Regions from separate parts of the Mus musculus genome. Here regions 2, 3, 4 and 5 are each linked to region 1. A link is a contact called in public HiChIP or PLAC-seq and promoter capture Hi-C data. All regions are on one chromosome and are shown on one strand. Each heading gives the region's core, a stretch centred on a gene start, on an enhancer-like site or on the middle of the called end of the contact. The rest is flanking DNA. Distances are from core to core; before and after follow the strand shown.

The links. Promoter capture Hi-C pulls out the DNA fragments that hold promoters and counts their contacts. HiChIP or PLAC-seq counts read pairs in DNA pulled down with a chosen protein or histone mark.
Region 2: a contact with region 1 is called in a promoter capture Hi-C map of liver, with 7 times the contacts expected there. The contact joins the promoter of Dclk3 here to the promoter of 4930545L08Rik in region 1. A contact is called at or near these places in 17 of 39 promoter capture datasets (the 3T3-L1 cell line, the C10 cell line, the HPC-7 cell line and 11 more), 1 of 15 datasets of contacts at CTCF or cohesin (embryonic stem cells), 1 of 484 Hi-C or Micro-C datasets (olfactory sensory neurons) and 2 of 115 datasets of contacts at active chromatin or transcription factors (embryonic basal ganglia and embryonic forebrain).
Region 3: an H3K27ac HiChIP or PLAC-seq map of oligodendrocyte precursor cells shows a contact between it and region 1, with 13 times the contacts expected there. The contact joins the enhancer-like site here to the promoter of 4930545L08Rik in region 1. A contact is called at or near these places in 1 of 39 promoter capture datasets (liver), 1 of 15 datasets of contacts at CTCF or cohesin (embryonic stem cells), 9 of 484 Hi-C or Micro-C datasets (the C10 cell line, the HPC-7 cell line, bone marrow-derived macrophages and 4 more) and 11 of 115 datasets of contacts at active chromatin or transcription factors (differentiating embryonic stem cells, embryonic basal ganglia, embryonic forebrain and 3 more).
Region 4: a contact with region 1 is called in an H3K27ac HiChIP or PLAC-seq map of embryonic stem cells, with 19 times the contacts expected there. The contact joins the enhancer-like site here to the promoter of 4930545L08Rik in region 1. A contact is called at or near these places in 2 of 39 promoter capture datasets (the C10 cell line and hippocampal neurons), 1 of 15 datasets of contacts at CTCF or cohesin (embryonic stem cells), 3 of 484 Hi-C or Micro-C datasets (the HPC-7 cell line, bone marrow-derived macrophages and embryonic stem cells), 7 of 115 datasets of contacts at active chromatin or transcription factors (embryonic basal ganglia, embryonic stem cells and stem cell-derived neural progenitor cells) and 2 of 9 other capture datasets (adipose tissue and liver).
Region 5: a promoter capture Hi-C map of hippocampal neurons shows a contact between it and region 1, with 3 times the contacts expected there. The contact joins the promoter of Arpp21 here to the promoter of 4930545L08Rik in region 1. A contact is called at or near these places in 9 of 39 promoter capture datasets (the 3T3-L1 cell line, 3T3-L1-derived adipocytes, the C10 cell line and 4 more), 4 of 115 datasets of contacts at active chromatin or transcription factors (embryonic forebrain, embryonic midbrain, forebrain and 1 more) and 1 of 9 other capture datasets (liver).

What each region holds. Positions count from the first base shown.
Region 1 is chr9:111,916,991-111,920,976 of GRCm38.p6, reverse strand. It overlaps 4930545L08Rik (RIKEN cDNA 4930545L08 gene), which reads left to right and starts at 2,248. Exons shown (of 2, transcript NR_166641.1): 1 at 2,248-2,688.
Region 2 is chr9:111,436,789-111,440,774 of GRCm38.p6, reverse strand. Dclk3 (doublecortin-like kinase 3) reads right to left here and starts at 1,694. Exons shown (of 5, transcript NM_172928.5): 1 at 1,423-1,694. The coding sequence starts at 1,510.
Region 3 is chr9:111,472,320-111,476,305 of GRCm38.p6, reverse strand. All of the region lies in intron 2 of Dclk3 (doublecortin-like kinase 3), which reads right to left. Among named protein-coding and RNA genes, the nearest start is that of Dclk3, 35 kb to the right of the region's middle. Within about 2 kb of position 1,930, at least 30 of the 459 cell types and tissues checked have an H3K27ac peak or open chromatin away from gene starts, as enhancers often do. A contact at or near this core is called in liver, oligodendrocyte precursor cells and stem cell-derived motor neurons, where this site is marked.
Region 4 is chr9:111,520,690-111,524,675 of GRCm38.p6, reverse strand. No RefSeq gene overlaps it. Among named protein-coding and RNA genes, the nearest start is that of Gm36088, 51 kb to the left of the region's middle. Within about 2 kb of position 2,290, at least 14 of the 459 cell types and tissues checked have an H3K27ac peak or open chromatin away from gene starts, as enhancers often do. A contact at or near this core is called in embryonic stem cells, where this site is marked.
Region 5 is chr9:112,231,042-112,235,027 of GRCm38.p6, reverse strand. Arpp21 (cyclic AMP-regulated phosphoprotein, 21) reads left to right here and starts at 1,716. Exons shown (of 21, transcript NM_001362020.1): 1 at 1,716-1,936. It also overlaps a transcript of 2900079G21Rik not described here.

The DNA of each region.
Region 1 (3,986 bases), core at 999-3,498:
CAGTTCACTTCACAGGTTAGCAGGCAGTGGCAGCTTCATCCACTCTCAAACACTTCACAGATATACCACAGTCCAATTTGGTAGAGTTGGTAACATCGGTGACACAACCTAGCAGAGACAGCCAGGCTTCAGTCTCAGCTTAAGTCAGCAGGAGGGACCAGCAGGAACACCAGGAGAAGTTCTCAGCTGTGCCTCTTTCAGGGAAAGGATGATCACTGAAGATGCAAGACCTACAGCATTGACAGCTAGCTGTACCGGCAAACCAAGCTCTCTGTTTTCATCACTCCATGGAGTCCTACTTATACCCTCCAAACATCAGGTGTCCTCCACGTGCCTTGCATGTGCATTCAATGAGCCCAAGTCCGGGGAAGCAGCAAGAAACTGCAGTACACCGCCAGAAGATTGTGGTCATTTCTCTCTATGGCATCCTGACAAACGCAGTTCAACTGCTCATTGTAAGGCAGAACAATAAACGTGTGTCATTAGCACAGCATCTTTCATCACGTTTCCTTTCACATGCTTGTTTGAGCAGCACATCCTCTCTCCTGTGTCTGCTTCAGCAAAATGTTCCTTCATGTGTTTTCTCAAACAAAACACCATCCAGCCGATTTTACAAAGAACCCTTACATTTCCACTTCACTCACAGGCACACAGTAAATAATACATGTAAAAAGATTTCTAAACCAATTTTTTTTTCAAAATATACTACACAAATAAAAAATAGGATAGCTACACACATCAGCTTCCCTAAACAGATGTCTGCATTGCAGTATGAGGGCCAACATAAGGCAGCCTTAGCTGATTCCAGACTAAATAACTTGTTACTGGCACAGATACAAAGCCCCGATCTCTGTGGCTTACGATGATAATTTTTGAGAGTGGTAATTCAACTCAAGATACCAGCATGATTGTGAAATGAAGCTATCTTCTCTGTTGGATATTTCACACGAATTGTGCTTTAAACTTGAACTCTTGTTAGTCACACACTCAGATGCAATTCTCTCAGGCTACCCAACAAAATTCTATGCCATCATCTTAAGGAGTGATGATAACAATACAGTAGCGTGCCCACTGCTTCTGTCAACTGGGGATTCCGAAGGCTAAATCACCTTTACAAATTATTCCTTTTAATTATACTATTCTAAAAATGTAGTCTTATTAATGGGCGTTCTTATGGTCACAATACATGACATGCCTCCAAGGTCAGATACGGTTTTGGCCACCAAAGTACATACCTTTCTTACCTGTGAAATAACTGGAATCTAGGGGGGAATTTTAGCACCTTGAGGCCACTTCTGCAGTTGCTGTAAAGCACTAAAACTAAGCCCAGCTCTTCAGATTTCCAGTGCAGCGCATTTTGACTCACATTACAGGGTGCCTTGTATAATTATAGCTGCAAAGGTGGTGTGTGAGTAAAGACTGCTGAGAAAGCCAGGGATCAGAAGAAAATAAGACACACACCCCCCCCCCCCCACACACACACACATTGGGTTGTTGTCAAGAATGCTTACCCCAGGCTGGAGAGATGGATCAGCCATTAAAGGCTAGGCTCACAACCAAAAATATAAGAAGGGTTTCCCTCCAATCAATCACATTAAAGAGATGTGTGTGGTACTAGAGACCCCACCTTCTGTATTTAGTGGGTCTTCTAAACCTACGCCTCTTTCATTTCCCCCTCCTCTAGCCTCCCTTTGCAAACAGAAGTGGAGCACAGTGTGTGGGGGTGGCAAGGGGGGGTCCATGGGGCTGAAACCAATGCTGGAGAATTTTACAGTCAAGCTGACTGAATGGGTTCCCTGTATGAGCCAGGGACGAAGCTGTTTGCTAATTTGAGAGTGTTCAATATCGATGCTATTCCAACTCGTTTATCTTATAAAGCCGGGAGAATGGCTTTTAGATGCTTTTCCTGGGGCACAGAATTGAATTCTCTAACTGACCTTGTAAAATTGTCTCAAAAAAAAAAAAAAAAAAAAAAAAGAAGAAGAAGAAGCTGGCCAGTTTTTCTTTTCCTCTCCTTTACTGTGGGTTAAACATGCAGAAACTGTGTTTCATTTGAGGTTTTTCTCTCGGTTATCATCACCCTCCACAATGCAAATGCGTTTGCATTTGGGCAAAATGACCCAAAAGAACCAAGACTATCTTGAGGAAAGCTATGTCCAAGTGGCGGAAGCTCTGGAACACACAGCACACAAGGCACAACGAGCGACAGCAGGTGGCGCTCTCCACCAGCTCCAGCGCCGGCGCCTCAAGCACAGCTCAGCATCCTGCACTGGACCAGATGAAAACAGGGTCCTGATGTATGGGATGTCTATGGTAGGAAGTTCCAAGCAGGGGAGGGTTGGTACTTACAGACTTGCATCGCGAGTTTGAAACGTTAAAAATATTGAGACGGAAGCTCTGAGTTCCTGAACTGGAGATTCCAGGATGAACTTGGGCGACTCACTAAGAAGCAACTATGGGGCAGGCCACCCACCATGCCCTGCACTTGCAGGTGTGTGTACACATGCCTGTGAAGGCACACCCATGGAAATGGAAAGTGCTGACTTTCTCTGCTACTCACAGTTAACAGCCTCACTTGGAATTTCTGTCTGCGCAGCTTCCATTCAAACTCTTCTAACTGCCTGTGGGCTTGCAGAGGCTCCAGGATACCCACCCACTCTTGCCTGTTCCCTGGCTCTTCTCTTTCAGGTAAATAACCGCCATTTTGTTTCTCCGTCTTGTTCCAGGTGGGTGCTTGTCTTCCATTTTCCCTTTTTATTCTTTTTAACCAATAGAAAACTGTTTTAATTTAATTTAACTTTATTTATTTTCTTTGCCCTAGGGTTTAACCACAGGGAGACTAATGAGTTCTTACAATCTACCAACCCCCAACAAAAAGTGTTTTATTGGTTAACTCCCTTACAATGTTATAGAGGGAAATGAATTTTAGGCATTACTCTTTGTGTCAAAAATATTAAGAAATATATAGCATAGAGTTGTTGGTTGGTACTTTTTTTTTCTGAATTGTGTGTATGGGAGGGGGGTATCTCTGTGAACAACCTAGCCTTGAACTCATTAAATGGATGAGACTGGCTTTGAACTCCTAATCATCTCAATTTTGTCTCCTGAATGCTAAGACTGAAGACTTGCACCACCACACGGACTAATTGGGTTCTTATTGGGTTCTTGTTTTGTTTCATTTCTTCTTCTTCTTCTTCTTCTTTTTCTTCTTTTTATTTTTTTTTTTTATTTTTTTTTTTTTTGGTTGGTTTGTTTGGTTTGGCTTGGTTTGGATCGGTTTTTGCATTTCTTCCACATACATAGAATTACCCTCTCCAGCAAAACACCTTACATCAAACATGAGGTACCTCGAGCATTAGGGACTCCCAGTAGACAACTGGAGTCTCAGGAATGACCTTCACTTGCTCATTTCAAAATTATGTCTCTGATTTCTCTCAGATTCTTAAAAATATATCCCCTGTGGACAGATGACTCCATCTCTAGCGGTGCTCATGGAAGCTCACCTGCCTGCCTTTGAGTTTGTGAAATAGGATGCTACTTTCTTTCCTTTAGAGACCAAACACGAAGCCCTCTTCTCTTTGCAGCCTCCAGAGGGCAGTGTTCCCCTTTTATTCATCCCGGCTTAGGGCGGTCTGAAGCAGTTGCTTGGGGTCTTGTTTAAACAGCAGCAGAAGGGGAATGGCCAACGACGACAAAGGCGCATCGGTTTACAGCGCCAGAAAGATGCTTACATGCTTATACAGTGTCATAGTTCCCCTTGATTGCTCAGAAGATGAGAACTCTGCAATGTAAAACTGAGTCAAAGCCTCCTACAAAGAAGACTGATAGTGATCTGAAGTTTGTGTGTGAAGTGGGAGGCGGTGGGGAGAGGGATTCCCCTGTCCCTGGATCAGCACTGGCACGGGATGATGTGAGACAAAAAGAAATGTAGCCTGGATTCTGAAGGATACATAGGAGAGCTTTGGGCTGACAAGAGGAGAAGGAAA
Region 2 (3,986 bases), core at 445-2,944, 480 kb after region 1:
GAGCCTAGGAGGTGAGCTAACTAATGTTCTCCTCAAGACCCATTAGTTGTCAGTCAGGGGCTGCCCCAGAGAGATGTGCACTTACAGCCAGTCCTTGCTCTGAACATGTAACAGCTGAGCAGCGCAAAGGTCAGCCTCCAGTGGAGGTAGGGGGTGACTTACAGCTCAGAGCCAAGTACTCGGGGCTCTAATGTGCCACAATAGGACTGTGGAGAGAGAGCTGGTCAGTAAGTATAACTCAGAAATCACAGCTGCCTCCCTTTGCCCTTCCTCCCGTGGCATCGCGCTAACAATACTATCACAGAGAACTTGCTTTGCTGAAGTTGGGAGTAGACAAACCAGCACTCCACAGCCCTGTTTCCTCCCTGGGGCTCTGCTTTCTCCCCCCCCCCCCCAGGAATAACGTGTCCCTACCTAGAGCTCTGGGAACCTCGCTTCTCTGTGATCCTTAGCCCAACACTAGCCCCAGTAGATCACCCCTGTAAAAGCCAACAGACCCCCCTCTGCAGGCCCCAAAACAGTCTCCTTAATGCCAGCATATGTTATAAGAGCGGTTGAGAGTGGGACCTAGCTCCCACTGGACGGCTATCAACCATCAAGTAGAGGACAGAGAATGGTCTGGACTCAGAAGGAGTGAGGCAGAGAAATGACTCACTATATGGAGCAAGTAACAACCTAATTCCCTCCACAGCTTCTCAGCCCCACTCCCAGCAGGCACATACTCTGGGAAGGTGTCCCCAGACGCCTCTGCCCGGCCCGGGAGCTGCCTCATCCTTTCTCCACCACACCTCGCCCCCAGAGCCAGACGTGGAAAGGAGTGAAAACGTGGGGCTATATTTGAAATGAATTGATGGTTCTATTTCTCCCGCTCTGATCTAGCCTGCTAATTCCCAAACACTCTGCCTGTACTGTTTCTTTCTAACCCCCCTTTGTTCTTCTGTGACTCTCTGGCTAGAAACAGCGCTCTGGAAAGCAGGGTTCAGTAAACCTCTCCACAACTCTTGGATGACCTTTGACAAGGAGGTAGCTCTAGAGCTTCAAAACAGAGGTTCTTTCAGAAAAGGATGGAATGAGGGACGTCTCTGGGTGACTAGTGCCTCCCCCATGAAGATTAATCAACGACAGCTCCCTCTGTGGTGACTCTTCCTGCAGCCTCCTGCACCTGCCCAGTATGTTTTTCCAGGAATGGCGTTCTGATTGCCCAGAGGGGAACCGCTCAAGCTGGTGTCACCCCCTAGCAAGTTTCCCGTTGTGTAGAGGGGTTGCACAAGTACACACATGCACACAACAGACTCACGCAGAGCACACATGAACTCAAATCGCAAGCCTGCACACATGCCTGCACAGTGCATCCCCGTAGGGTCTGCCTCTGCTGCCCCATCGCTCAGAGTGGGGTTCCCGACAGTCACCGAGGGCACTTACCCGGAATGGGAGGCGCAGGGCGACTGGGTGCCGGCGGGGCGGGGGTCGCTGGCGGCGGCGGCGGGCGCAGGACCGGCGCGGCTGGCATGGTTGGCGGCCTGGCTGCAGGTGGCAGCTCTTGGACGTGGCCCGACGGCGGCCAAGCGGGCGCAGGAAGGCGCCGGGACTACTCGCTGCACAGAGCGATCCAGGTCTCCTCTTCCTTTAGGTTGCTGCTGGCGGCAGCCACGGCGCAAGGACAGTCTCCTCAGCGCGAGCTTGACAACCGCGCTGCCGCCGCCGCCCCGCCCCGCCCCTCCCCGCCTCGCCCCGCCTCGCCCTAGGCCACCCGGGGGCGGTGGAGTTGGCAGTGAACTTGAGCAAGCAGGGCGCTCCAGGAGAGCTAGCTGGACAGCCAGTACCCCACAGGATCTCTTCTCTCTCTCTCTCTCTCTCTCTCTCTCTCTCTCTCTCTCTCTCTCTCTCATATCTCTCTCTCTCATATCTCTCTCTCTCATATATCTCCTTCCTACCTCCTTTCTCTCTCCTTCCTTCCCTCCTTCCTTCCCTATTCCCTCTGCCAAGGCTGTTCCAGCTAAGGGACTAGGGGACTGGTTTTGACTTGAGGCTCTACAGTGCTCTCAGTGGGTGACTCCCAAGTCAAGGAGGTCTGGAACCCCAGCAACCCTGCCTCTCCCTGCAGCACAGAGGCCAAACTGTAGGTACGCCACCAAAACGTTCTTTTTGCACCCAGAATCAAAGTTAGGACACAGTGGTTCCAACCCAGGAGGGGAAGAGAGTCAAATAGACGGAGCTTTAGGGATCAGATGCTGAGTCTCCTGCCTTGTGTGGCAGAAGTCAAGCAACACCTGATGGTGGATAACCATCGTTTCCCTGTAGTTTGGCTTAACACACTCGGCAGTAGGGGTCTTGAGCTCTCAGCTCAAGACAACACACCACAGTGCATTTATCCCACACGTTGCTGCATGCTGTGGGGAAAACTAACTGTTCACATATTCACAACCCCCCCACCTTATTAACAGAACACCAATTTTAGCTGAAGACATTGCAACCCTCAATAAAGACTGCATTTCCCAGCTGCCCTGGTGCCAAAACTAACCAATAAGAAAAGGTCTTGGCCAGTGAAATATAACTGGGAAGCTTTGTGTGAGACTCTCAAAATGGTTTTGAGGCTCATAGATGCTTTCCGTGGTCCCGTTCCACCTCCTGCCTCACCTGGCATTCAAATATGGTATCTATAGTATGTTAGATTACAGGAGTAATTTCTCGTTCCATCTTTTAATAGACTTAGACCACCTACCTGTATTAGATAGTCTCATTACTGTGACAAAACACATAAGCTAACCAGTAGCCAATTTTTTAAATTATTTTTTATTATTTTAAATTATGTGCACAAGTATGTGTTGGGAGGTGCACATTGGTGTAGGTGCCCACAGATTTTTGCAGAGGATGTCCAAGCCCCTGGAGCCTGAGTTATAACAACCAACTTGTGAGCCATCTCTTGTGGGTCTGAGAACCAAATTCAAGTCCTCTCCAACACAAGGGAGTACTCTTAAGCACTAAGCCATCTCCCTAGCTCCCTGAGTTCATGCTTTAAATGGAAGAAATATTTGTTTGGATCATAGTCTCAGAGGTTTCAATTCATGCTTGCTTGGCCCTGGTGGTGGTGCAGCATGTCATGACAAGAACACAAGAAGGAAGAGATTTATTTATTAGATCTTGACGGCCAAGAAGCAAAGACAAGAAAGTGCTGGGGCCCCGGTATCACTTCAAGGGTGTGATGCCAGTGACCTAACTTCCTCCCACTAATTGGCATACCCAAATGGCCTGCCACCACAGGCTAGAGAGTAGGCCTTCAACCCCTAGGCTTCTGGGGAAGATCCAAGATCCAAATCACAACCACACCCTTTGTCCCTTCAAACCACAGTATTTCTCTGCATCATGTCTGTCATTGTGGCCATCTTTCTTAAATGACCAATGGGGTGCTATTGGATGTGTATCCTCCTGGACTCACTCCCTAGGATCTGCTCCTCCTGGCCAAGGAGAACATGGAGAAACATGAATCAGGCCTCAGCATCAACCTACAGCTAACATTTGACCTGATTTTAGAGCTACTCCATAGGACTGGAGACCTAGAAGTGACAGAGATAAATGCCCATAGTTACAAACAATTACGTTCTGAGCTATTGTGTCCCTCAAGATTATTGCAGCAAAAGCTAGCTAATATGGTGTCCCACAATACTGGAGCCTTCTTGGATTAAATGGTTGCCTTAAAATTTTAAGACAAGCCCAAAATATTATAGACCAATAAAATAGAGGTTGGGGTCCCACATGACAGTGCAAAGCTACGCCAATAGTATATTTCCCTTTTTAAAAGAGAATGCTTCCTTGTATATCTAAGCTGCTACAGTCCTATTACCTAAGAAATGATATTTTTGCCAGTTCTTCAAAGTAAAATATTTTTCACACACACACAAAACAAACAAACAAACAAACAAACAAACATTGAATACAGATCTAGGCAGTCATTTAAATGCAAAATAGAGGTCTAAGAAGGAACTCCA
Region 3 (3,986 bases), core at 681-3,180, 440 kb after region 1:
TATAATCCGTTGCTCCGTCAGAAGTTGGTGTTAAAATAAGCATCCCCCAGGCTTAGCAAAGATAGGTCTAATAGAGAGCCAGCAGCCATCTCTTAAAGAAAGGAAGCGTTGATTTGACAGCACATGTAGGTAAGTGAAGAACACCAACTGATGGATGCTGGTCACCATGGCAACAGTGGTGAATACTGAATCTTGGAAAAACCAAACACATTTGCAACATAATTATTCTCTATCAACAAGCTCGGAAATGGTATCTATCTAAGCCCAGACAACAGAAGTTGTCAAGTCCAGCAGAAGCCTCATCTTTGTCTGAAGAAAACCAAAAGCCTGGCACTGGATAATGTTTAGACTCTAGACATGATATGCCAAACTGACTTAGGCTGAAAAAGGACAAACGTGTTTCATGAGTGTGATAGACACCTGTTTCAACAAGTGATCACCGACAGATCACCCAGGAAGAGCAAGGCATTACCTCATACACAAAAGATGGCTCACACACAGCTTCCTGCTGTTTTTGAAGCTGTACATGTACACATGTACACGCACACACATATATATACTTGTACATGCATAAAATTTGATGTGTTAGAATAGCAGCTTGAGTCTGCACACCAGGCCAAAACAGTTCCACATGTAAGAGGTTTATTGGGAGAGAGGGGGGCAAGGAAGATGGCAGCGGAAAGAGAAGTGGAGAAGAGAGAGAAAAAGGTGGGAGGGAGCTTTCTTTGTGTATGGGTAATGATGTAACACTGGTAAAGGTGGGAGGTGAGCCAAGTGGATTCTGGGAATATGGTGGCTGTTGCCTTGGGAAAAGGTCTGTGGGTCCCGCCGATGTGATGTCACAGGTTTCAGAGGTCCTGATGCCAACCAAAGTTTATTTGGAGAGAATAAAACTGACCTTTTTTTTTTTTTATCAAAATCAAAAAAAGTTCTAAATGCCAACTGGTCTGGTAGCCATGAACAGATTGTGTGTTGAGCTGAAAATACTATAGCTATTCACCCACACAAGACTTGTACACACATACAAGTACACACACATATAGAAAATATATAAATATGGCAGGGAGAGAGACTAGTTGGGAAAAATAGAGTGAGCAGCATCAGGAGGGGACAAGATGCTTGTAGGAGATGAATCTGCTCCTAATATGTTGTATGCATGCATGTAAATGTGAATGATGAAAACTGTTAAAAAGAAAAATTACAGCTAATCTGTAGTTTGCCATCACCCTTTCTCTCTCTCTCTCTCTCTCTCTCTCTCTCTCTCTCTCTCTCTCTTTCTCTCCCCACACACACACACACCACTGCCTTAAAGCACTCAAAGATCTCAGCTGTGATATTTAATTCTACAAAGATCTGCGTCTGCTTAACCTCTCAGAGATATTTGTCTACACCGAACACATCACCATTACAGTTTCTACTTCCCAGAGCAACTTCCCATTCTCAACCAGCCACGGAGCTCACTCTCCAGTGACACACTGCTGCCTGGTCCATCCCTCGCACTGTGAGAACAAGCTGAGCCACAGACAGATCCCAGGATCTTGTCCTGGTCAGAAAATACAAGGTAAACCAACTGTCCCCAAGTAAAACTAGTCCCTAGGTACCCCTAATCTTGCATGTGAAAACTGTGGGCGTGGGTAACTGGTGGACTATCTTATTCGGCCCAGCTCACAGGACCTACCCAGAGCTCTCAGAAGAATCGCTCCTGCTTAAAGGGTTCAGGAAAAACAGCAAAGGAAAGAACAAAGACTCTGTTGAGAGTCTGGTCATCAAGTGGGAAAAATGCCTCCATTCAGACCCAGAAGACAGAAACAACAAAAAGACTGAATAATGGGGCCTGTAACTCAGTTTGCAGCATGCATGCCTAGCACGCTGGAATCCTGCCTTCATTCCCATACACCAGGTGTGGCACACGCCTGTAACCCCAGCACAAGCGAGATAGAGGCGAGATGATCAGATGTTCAGGGTCATCCTCGGGCTACGCAACAAGCTTGAGGCAAGTCTGGGATACGTCAGTGAATATATTAGCCAAAAAAATTTTTGATAATAATAAAGGTTTTTTTAAAAGCAATAGAGAAGGGACAAGAACACCAGCGAATATAAAAATTCAGTTTCCACCGAGAGAGTTATCGGAGGCTAATTCAGACCATGCAGGCAGACAGCCAAATTATTCTTGCAATTCTATTAAAGTTGGCAAAAACAGGAGGACCTGAGTTAATGGACAACATAAACCTCATTTCACCAGAAAATGAGCTTGACTCAGTCTGCCTGCAGCCGGCTCACTCGTGGGGGCAGGTCACAGACACAGCTCTGCAGCCTGGAGAATTAAAGGGAGCACACTAAGTTCCTGGCCCCTTTTCCCTGTCCAGAAAAAAAAAATGTGGCTTATTGGCATAACTGTCTCATTCGCTATTGCTTCGTCTGAGGCAAACTAGGCTCTGAGTGGCCCTTCATGATAAATGCCAGGGCACCACGGTCCTTTCAATTTGCTGATCTCAATGATATCAGCAAGCAATGGAGTGTTTGCTGTTTCCCAGACAGCAGTGAGCGATGGCATCCAACGCATGTCTGTTAACTGTCCTCCGTGTAGCAAAACCGTTCTCGGTTCCGTGGTAGAGTCTGAATAAAATCGTGCCTGCTTTCATGGACCTGTCTTTATGGGGAGAGAAGGAAGAAATGGAAGGAAATGTAGAGCCACGGAAGATGACTTCGTGGGTAAAAAGGCCTGTGCGAGCTTAATGATGTGAGTGAAATCTCTGGAAATAATATAAAAATCCAGACATGTTTCCACATGCACTACTACTACCCAGCACTACTGCAGCAGGGTAGGGGAGTATCTGGCAACTCCAGGAGCAGCTGCCTTGTAGGGCACAGAAGCAGTAACAAGAAAGACTCCAACAAGATGGAAGGAGAAAACCAACTCTGGAAAGTTATCCTCTGACTTGCATGGACACATCATGACAGTCAGGTTTGTTGACTTGACAAAAAAAAAAGAGAGAGAGAGAAAAAACTAGAGTTATTTGGGAAAAGAATCTCAACTGAGAAAATGTCACCATTGGGTTGCCCATGGGCAAATCTATAGGGCATTTTCTTGATTAATGACTAAAGTACAAGGGCCTAGGCCACTGTGAGAGGAGCCACTTCTGGGCACGTAGTTCTGTGTTGTATGAGAAAGCAGGCTGAGAAACCCTAGGAGAACAAGCCAGGAAGCAGCACCCCTCCGTGGTCTTTGTTTCAGTTATGGCCTCCAGGCTCCTGCCTGGAGTTCCCTCTCACCTTGGCTCCTTCCGTGGACTCCCACCCAGGATTTGTAAGCCAAATAAGCCCCCTCCTTCCTAGTTTGCTTTTGATCACGTTTCATCACAGCTGATAAAACGGCTTGGGTAAAAGAATGCCTGCCACTAAGCCTAACCACCTGAGTGCCTTCTTCAGGACCCATAGGGCAGAAAGAGAGAACCGATCCTCCAAGTTGTCCCCCTGGGAAGGAGGCAGCTCATGGCTACCTGCCACCTGCATCCCTCAACACACAACACAGAAATAAAGCTGTGATTCATTTTAAAATAATTCATTTGCTTATGCGCATGGGTATTTTGCCTGCATGTTTATCTGTATACCACGTAGATGCCTGGTGCCCAAGGAGGCGAGGAGAGGACATTGGAACCCCTGGAATTGAAGTTACAGACGGTTGGAAGCCACCATGTTGGAATCAAACCCAAGTCCTCTGAAAGAACACCAGTACCCTTAAACACAGAGCCATCTCTCTAGCCCCCCAATAATTTTCCTTAAAAATAAGAAATAGAATGTGCCAGGTGGTGATCGGAATGTGTCAGGTGGCAATCACAGCTATGAAGAAGAAAACGGGACAGAAATGCCAGATGGTGACAGTGTGAGATTTGTTGCTGTGACCAAGACTCCCAGGAATGTACTTACAAGACAGGTTGGGTTCCTTACTCACTGCAATAAGAGATTGTACACTCAGCTGGGGTCTT
Region 4 (3,986 bases), core at 1,041-3,540, 400 kb after region 1:
GTTATAATGGAGGTGATCATGATGGAGATAGTGGTGATGATGGTGGTGGTGGTGGTGGTGGTGGTGGTGGTAGTGAACAGAAGTCATTTCAACTCATTGCCAAGACTAAAGGGATGGTGGAAAGTACTAAACAAGCCTGCAAGCACACCCAGCAGAATATGTTTGGTGCATAATAGGAACCTTCAAAATTACCACTTCACCTGCCTTTTTTGTCTTTCCAACAAGGTCTCATTTATCCCAGGCTAGCCATGAACTCTCTATGCAACTGCAAACGACAAACTTCTGATCCTTTCTCTTCCTCCATGCTGGGATTTCAGGCATGCACCACTACTGCAAAATGCATGTTTTCTTCCCTGCCCCAAGCTCCAGAAACAACATCAAATATATAAACAAACATCTTGGCCATAAGTTTTGGCTGTTCTCCAACCATCTCATAAATTAACATCCCATTTATTCTGATCTGAGTTTTGCCACATGGTTAGTTACCTGGTCCTTAGCTATGTACAACTGCCCTCCCCTCTCTGCGGGCCGACTCCTCCCCCACCTACCCCTTTCCCAGAATCCATACTGCCTAGCAGATGTCCCACCTTCTATTTCCTGCCTCAGCTATAGGCCAATCAGCTTTAATTGACAGCTGCCGCATCCATACAGAACACAAGGGATTTTCTCTACATACTACACCCAGTTTTATGTGGTGCTGGGATCAAACCCAGAGCTTCATGCATGCTAAGCAAGTGAGCTATATCCCAGCCCCTATTTTTAATTAAGTAAAAATGTCAAGGATATTTAGAGGCAGAATAGAACACTTTTATACCATATTTATATTTCTGTTTTAAATATGCACATTACAATTTAAAGCACAGTCCAGAACGCTCGTGGCATCCTGTATCATGAGTTTTAACATATAACAATCACCCACATCTCTTGGAAGACCAGGTCACCGTAATGAATTATGAAACTGTGTGAAATCACGCATCCCTCTTGGCCTCTTCAAGATGATCCTGAGCGAATGACTCTTATCCATGCCTGAATAATTTTATTCTTAACCAAACCTTGCCTTGCATCATCTTGTTGAACCAGCACTGAATGTTAGGCCAGCTTCTCACTGTACAGTGCCACACATCTGCCTGAAACACAGCCACTTCTGGGTAACTCTTTTCATTGTCTCTTCGCTGGAGTCTCCCTCTGTCTTCTCTGCCTCCGGCTATGTCTTTGCCATCCTTTCCTTTCTTCTCCTTTCTGCTGGCTACAGGACTCCTTGCCTCCAGAATCTGGCACAGGCCCAGTCCTGCCACCATCCTAAAACTAGAAAAGTTCAAGGACAGCGAATAGTAGCAAAATTCTCCCCTAATTGATTGGATAATAAAGATGACAAGAAGCCAATCACTGGGCGAGGAGGAGGCGGGCCTTCCGGGTCTGAGAGAGGAAGAGGGAACACAGGAGGAAGGCACTTCGATTTAGACTGCGAGGGCAGCGAAAGCAGGTAAAATGTGGACCGGGCACTGTTAGATCTGGTGGCAGAATCCACCAGAATCTGCCAGCCGAAGATTTCTAACATAGAATAGTTAATTTGTTTAGGAGGATAGATTCCTCGCCCAGTGATCGTGTTATCTGTTGATTGATTCTAAACTAAGATTGTCTGGCGTTTTCCATTTTGACGCGACTCAACTGAGCTCCAGGGAAAAGGTAGCCAGCCTCAGCGGAGCGTGGGTTGGTGAGAGTGTAACCCCAGCTAGACACAGAAATTTGGGGGTGCTGAGTGGTTTGGCAGCAGCTGGCTGCTGAGGTTGGATGACTGGGAAAACAACAGTTTTCCCAGCGGCAATCAAACCGAGGAAGTTAGGTAGACAGCCGCAAGTTAGGTAGCCATGGAGGAAGGGAAACCACTGCAGCCAGACAGTAGCCGGCGATAGCATGGGTTGTTTTTAATAATTACACAAAACAGCTAAGGGCTCCATGTCAATCATGTTGGGAGGCTGTCTTCCAAGCTCTTCACTGAAGGTTAAGAATTTCTGATTTTTTTTAAACAAGAGATGAGTGTGAACCTACTCCTCCACTAAGTACCAGCCTATCCACACAGTCTCCTCTGCCCAGCTCTCCTAAGTGTTCCAGTGTGGTGTCTGGCACCAAGAGAGAAATTCTGCCCTGGACCCAAATGATGGGCTGCCTTCCTCCCGCTAGAAGACAGCCTCCATGTCACCAAATTAGGCCTTGTTTCTGCTCCGCCCATCTATGGCTACAGCTAGAGTGACCAATCAGCCCCCGTGTTTTATCTGGGCTGCACAACTTCCTCTCCCAGAATAGCCTCTAACCAAGCCTGATTACAGTGGGGTTGGCCATGTTCTTGCCGGGACCGAGCTGAGCAGATCTCCCCTCACCGGAACCCAGGTGCTTCATGCTACCCCCAAGCGTCTCCTGAGAGCAGCCACTCCTTCCTTCTCCTCATCCATCTGGGGCTCCTCTTTGCTCCCCATGAGCTACAGAGCTAGCACTCCAACCTCTCAGAGAGGGGCTGGCACTCTCTCAGGGATTATCCGAGGTACTACTTATAAGTCATAACGCAAGGACTGCTTAATAAAGTAGAAAATACACTCAACTTTAAGCTGTAAACTGGAGTACTGGATAGCTCGGCAGAAGCCCACGGTCTCCTTAGAGCCCACAGTACAGGGATCATTTTGAGCCATCGATTTTATTTAATAGTAATAACTTTGAACTTCATAAATATTCAACTAAAGGATAAATTATTAGGGAGAATATATAATATACATTAATTTCTAATATGAAACCCTAGGATTGGTTTAATTCAGACCAAAATTATTACCACAGGTCTAGACCCCTTCCTCAGATCACTCCACTGTCACCTAGAAGCACACATGCACTTTCCTCACTTATAAGTGGGAACATTGGAGAAGCACACCACTGTGGCTGGTTGCCCTTGTTCAAGATGGTTCCTGCCGGGCAGTGGTGGTACATGCCTTTAATCCCAGCACTTGGGAGGCCGAGGCAGGCAGATTTCTGAGTTCGAGGCTAGCCTGGTCTACAAAGTGAGTTCCAGGAACAGCCAGGGCTATACAGAGAAACCCTGTCTCCAAAAACCAAAAAAAAAAAAAAAAAAAAAAAAAAAAAATGGTTCCTATTGTGTTGGAAATTATTATTGTTATTATTATTATTATTATTATTATTATTATTAACATTTTACAGCTATGTATTCCTTTCCTTCCTGGGTCTTCTCATGACCATCATTTTCAAGGCCATTCAAGATGCCTTTGAGAGATTTTTAAAGGCCTGATGTTGCTCTCCAGGATGACATTGAAAGGCTGGGGAGGTAGGGTGGCTGTTGCATGAACTATGAAGAGATTTTTATCTCAACAATTATACATAAACACGGGTTTATGTTATTGTCATAAACAGAGCCACTGTGAGCATTCTTATCATCAGATCCAGTTCTGCATTATTAGTAATTTTGTGATAATAACAGGGAAGTGGTTCTGTTCTCAAGAATACAAATTGCCCAGACATCCCTATTCTTGGGAGAATCAGTGAAGTTTAAACAAGCCACTTGTGCTGGAAAGGAGAGTATCCAGATGCTAAGGATACACTAAGGCTCCCGAAACATCATCTGCAGGTCCCTGGACAACATTCATCTCAGGCCAACTACCCACTCAAACATCTACTGTACAGATAAATGATAATTCAGACTGGAAACTTAGAATAGAACTGCAGAGCCACCCCTATGTCTGAATTACTGCTATTCACAAACTGTGTTTCTAATACACTTACCTTGTGCTTCTGTTACCCAAGTTACCTGGTGCTGTGATGGAACATGTGAGGCCATCAGCATCAACTAGGAAAGACTGGTGTGGGTCAAGGTTTCAAGGGATTCTGTGACCAACTGGCCCCATCGCTGTAGAACATCACTGAGGCAGAACAATCTGTAGAATGGGCATGGTGGGAGCAAAGGTGATCACTCCAGAGCAGCCAGGAGT
Region 5 (3,986 bases), core at 467-2,966, 310 kb before region 1:
GGAGAGAGAGAGAGGAGAGGAGAGAAGAGGAGAGAGAGGAGAGAGAGAGAGAGAGAAGAGGGAGCACTCAGCGGGCAGGGAGACGGAGAGGGAGGGACAGGGACAGCCAGCCCCGTGCACTCGCTCCCTGCAGTCACCTCCTCCCACCCGACCTGGGGAAGTGGCCGGAGCGCAAAGTAGCAAAGTAGCAGAGACGCTGCGGGCTCCAACGACAGTCACCTGGTTCCCGCATTGCTGGTGGGACCACAGGTCGCAGAGGGGCGGACAGATCAGCGCAAGGACTGGCTGCAGGAGAAGGTGGCTACTCCCAAGAGAGAGGAGCAGAGCAAAGCCTGGACACCACCCCCAACCCCTTTCCTGAAGCAGACAGACTGACAGACAGGCAAATAGACAGACAGGAGCTCAGCAGCCTGTGGTGACATACAGACTCTCTAGCAGCGAAGACCTCCAAGCGTCCGGAGCGGTGACAGTCCAACAGCCGCAGCCACGCGTTCCCCACCAGCGCTGTGCCTGGGCAGCGCGAGGACCCCTGCCTCCAAGCCAAGGGCTCCTTTTGCTAGCAGTTAAAATAAATCGACCAAACAACAAAGGCAAGCCACAAACCAAACTGACCCAACCAAAGCATTCACTGAGAAACAATAATTACTCACAAAAGCCCCAAACGAAATCCAGTCAGTCAAGGCACCCGGGACGCTGGGTCACTCCACTGTTCCTTCAGGTAAAGAGCCAAGTCTTCCGACATGAGCATCACAAGCCCTTTGTGTCTGGCTGTTGGGGCTTTCTGCTTCTGCTGCCCCCTCCCCCTTTTTTTTTCTTTCTACCATCTATCTGTGCTTTCCCTTTGACCTGTTTGTCGTTTCTGTGTTGTTTATCTTGTTTCTATGTCTCGGCGGAAGGCATGGGTGGACTCTCTTTCCCTCAAAGCAGGCAGAAATTGAAATCTGGGAAGGGAATTGAAAGGGACGATGCTTTCTGTAACAGAAGTTTCCAGTAATTTTATATGGGTTTTATGGTGCCAAGTTTGGACATTCTCTTGTTTCAGTTGAAAACTTGTCACTTTCCTCAGTTACCACAGAGGTCCTGGGTCCCAAGAGGTCGGAGAAGGGAGGGAGAGGAGGATAATTTTTTGCTTTATTTTTTTTAAATCTTGAAGTCATTTCCATGACAGCCTCTGGTGTAACGTTATCTGTCTCGGGTGATAAATGTGATAGTAGGATTGGATCTGTATCAGGCAAGTGTTTTAAAAAGTTTCTTCGGAAGAGAAATTACATGGCTTAGCATGGATGTCACGGATGTATTAAATTCAAAGCTTGATCACCTTTTACAGACACAGACTAAGACTGGAGCCTAAGTCTTAAGAAAAAAAAAAAGCAATGAGGAAGGTAATGTCATGGCGGGATGGGAGGTGTACGGTGAGGTTGCTAGAAATGGTCCCCCTAAGAACGTGTTGCAGATGGAGACCATCATTTCGCTCTCTGCCTTCTCAAAGGATGCAGCTTCTGCAAGCTAGAATGACAGTCTCTAGAATGGAAATGAATCTGTATTTTTTTTTCAAATTTTGCTCCAATGCAGAATAAATCTAAACTGTGCCCACCCTTTCCTCATCTGCCTTGGAACCCAACTCTGCAGTTTACTGCTTTAAGTAAGCAGCAAAGTAGACAGGGCAGGCAGGGAGGCACTTCTTGTTTCCTTTTTTTTTTTTTTTTTGTAATTCTGTGAAAATCAGAGAGCCTTTGATATGCTCTTCAGCCTAAGTAGACCCTCTCTTTCAGGATTATGTTACTATAGGGCTTGATGTCTGAGTGGCATTTTAGCTAATGTCATTTTCATGAAAGACAGTCATTTGGAAGGCACTAGGGCTAGTTATGCTTCCTTCAAATAGCAGAGTGATCTTAACATGAGAGACCCTGTCTTCGGGGTTATGTAGCCCTTCAAGGTATGTACCTGCTTATGTCTGATTCTCAGTGTCCTTTGTCCTCATCTTCCTTTGCTTTCTAATCGCTTTGACTGGCAGGCTATTTTTATATTTCTAGAGAATACATTTAGATGTCTTTTTAAAGTGATACATGTTTCCATTCTCAAAGATTGGGAAAAGATCATCTCTTGCTATGCTCGTCTGTGCTAATATGATTTGGTTTCTGTGTAAATTTAAAGGCATTGCTTTAGACCATTGTATTATACATGTCTTAGTTTCTCCTTTCCGGGTATGATTTATGTCGTCCGAATGACAAAGTAACTATTCCTCTCGGTGAGTGCTTATTTAACAGTACTTTGGATGAGGCATATTTAAAGAAACTTAAACAGCTCCTCCGGGGAATACCATTAGGTTTCTTGGTGACTTAATTTCATTCACTATATGGTGATTTCTTTTTGCTGGTAATTCAGTTCAGACCCAGACAAGTGTGTGTGTGTGTGTGTGTGTGTGTGTGTGTGTGTGTGTGTGTGTGTTTTATTAGATTTGCACATTGCCAATCTCTCAGTGACTGCTTGTCATAGATCTCAGTTGAGTGTGGTTACTTGAGAACTGTAGCAATCACCCTGTTAGAGCGTGCTGCACTGAGGAGTTCCTTGCAGTCTGTTTTTTAACGCTGTTTAATGAAGGAGTGGGCATCTCACTCTGCAATGAAAGGAGCCCGAGAACAGACAGAGCCCTGTGCTGCTGTGGAGACTGCAGAGCAGAAGGGAGTGGGAAGGTAAAGCGGGCTGCAGAGGTGGTCTTTTGAATCGGGTCCTTATAGCTTATCGATGGAAATCAATCGGTTTGGATGAGAGAATTCTCTCTGAATAGCTGGTTAGATGCTCCTTCAGCGTCTTTGCTGGTTCTTAGAAAGAAGACTCAATAATTTGAGTTTCTGAAAACTTAGAGGAGATGCTAACTGGGGACTTCCTGTGTGTCTACTATTTTTAATATAGGCTGTGAGAATGTTGGGTAATGAATGCAGATTTAATTTCAAATTCCTGAATCATTGTTCTGCTGTGGCAGATGGGTTGGACCTTATGAAACATTCTGAGATTCAAAAAAACTACCACCAGCTTCAGATATGGTGATAATCTGAATTTCTGCTGTGGGAATTTTGGGTTGATTTTTCTGTCATAAACTTGAAACTTTGCACCAGAGCTGTGACAACTAAGGGAATCTGGAGGTTTTAGATGGACTTGGTGAAATAGTTGTGTTATTTTCTCCCTTTAACTTTGAGTGAAATGTCCCTCATTTATCTTTCTAAAGAGTGCATATTTTAAAATGTCTCTGAGGTAGCATTGATTACCTTTAGAATGTTATCCTTGGGGGCCAAATATCTTCACATAATGGCATGTAAGATGCATGAAGCCATATGTCTGCATTGCTGGCACCTTCATGGATCACCAATCTTCAGGTACAAGGTGGGAATGTTCACTCAGAAAGGTATCTTGCTCATTTTCGTATTAACAGCATGCAAGCATCAGGCCACTCCCCCACCCCCCACGGTGAAGCTCATTAGACCAAACACTTAAGTAGTTTCAAAATTAATAAGCATAAGAGAATATGAGCAGCTTATATGAAGCGGGGAGCTAAGTCATATCGTTTTGTATCAATGCCTCTCTGAGAACTCAAAAAGTCGATCTGGAAAGTGACCAACTTTAAAATGAAGTAAACACCTAAGAACAATGTTTGCATGGAGATACTGCAAAATCTATTGTTGTTGTTGTTGTTTTTGTTCATTTGTCTTTCAACATGGTATTTCTGGAGGGGGAAGCCAGCCACATTGGCTGTTAATATTTCCCTCATTGCTCTGCCTTGCTCTAGCTTCTCAAGTCTGAGGGCATTCAGGTCTGAAGCGCTTCTTTTTTTTTTTTTTTTTTTTTTTTTAATCTTTGGACAAGATAATGATAAGCTTCATGAGCAGAGCTTGAAGTGAGTCAGCTTCTGCAGATAGAAAGTAGCCAGGAACCAGGCATGGATATGATGGAGAATTCTTCTAGAGTAAGGAGATAGTTTGAAATCCAGA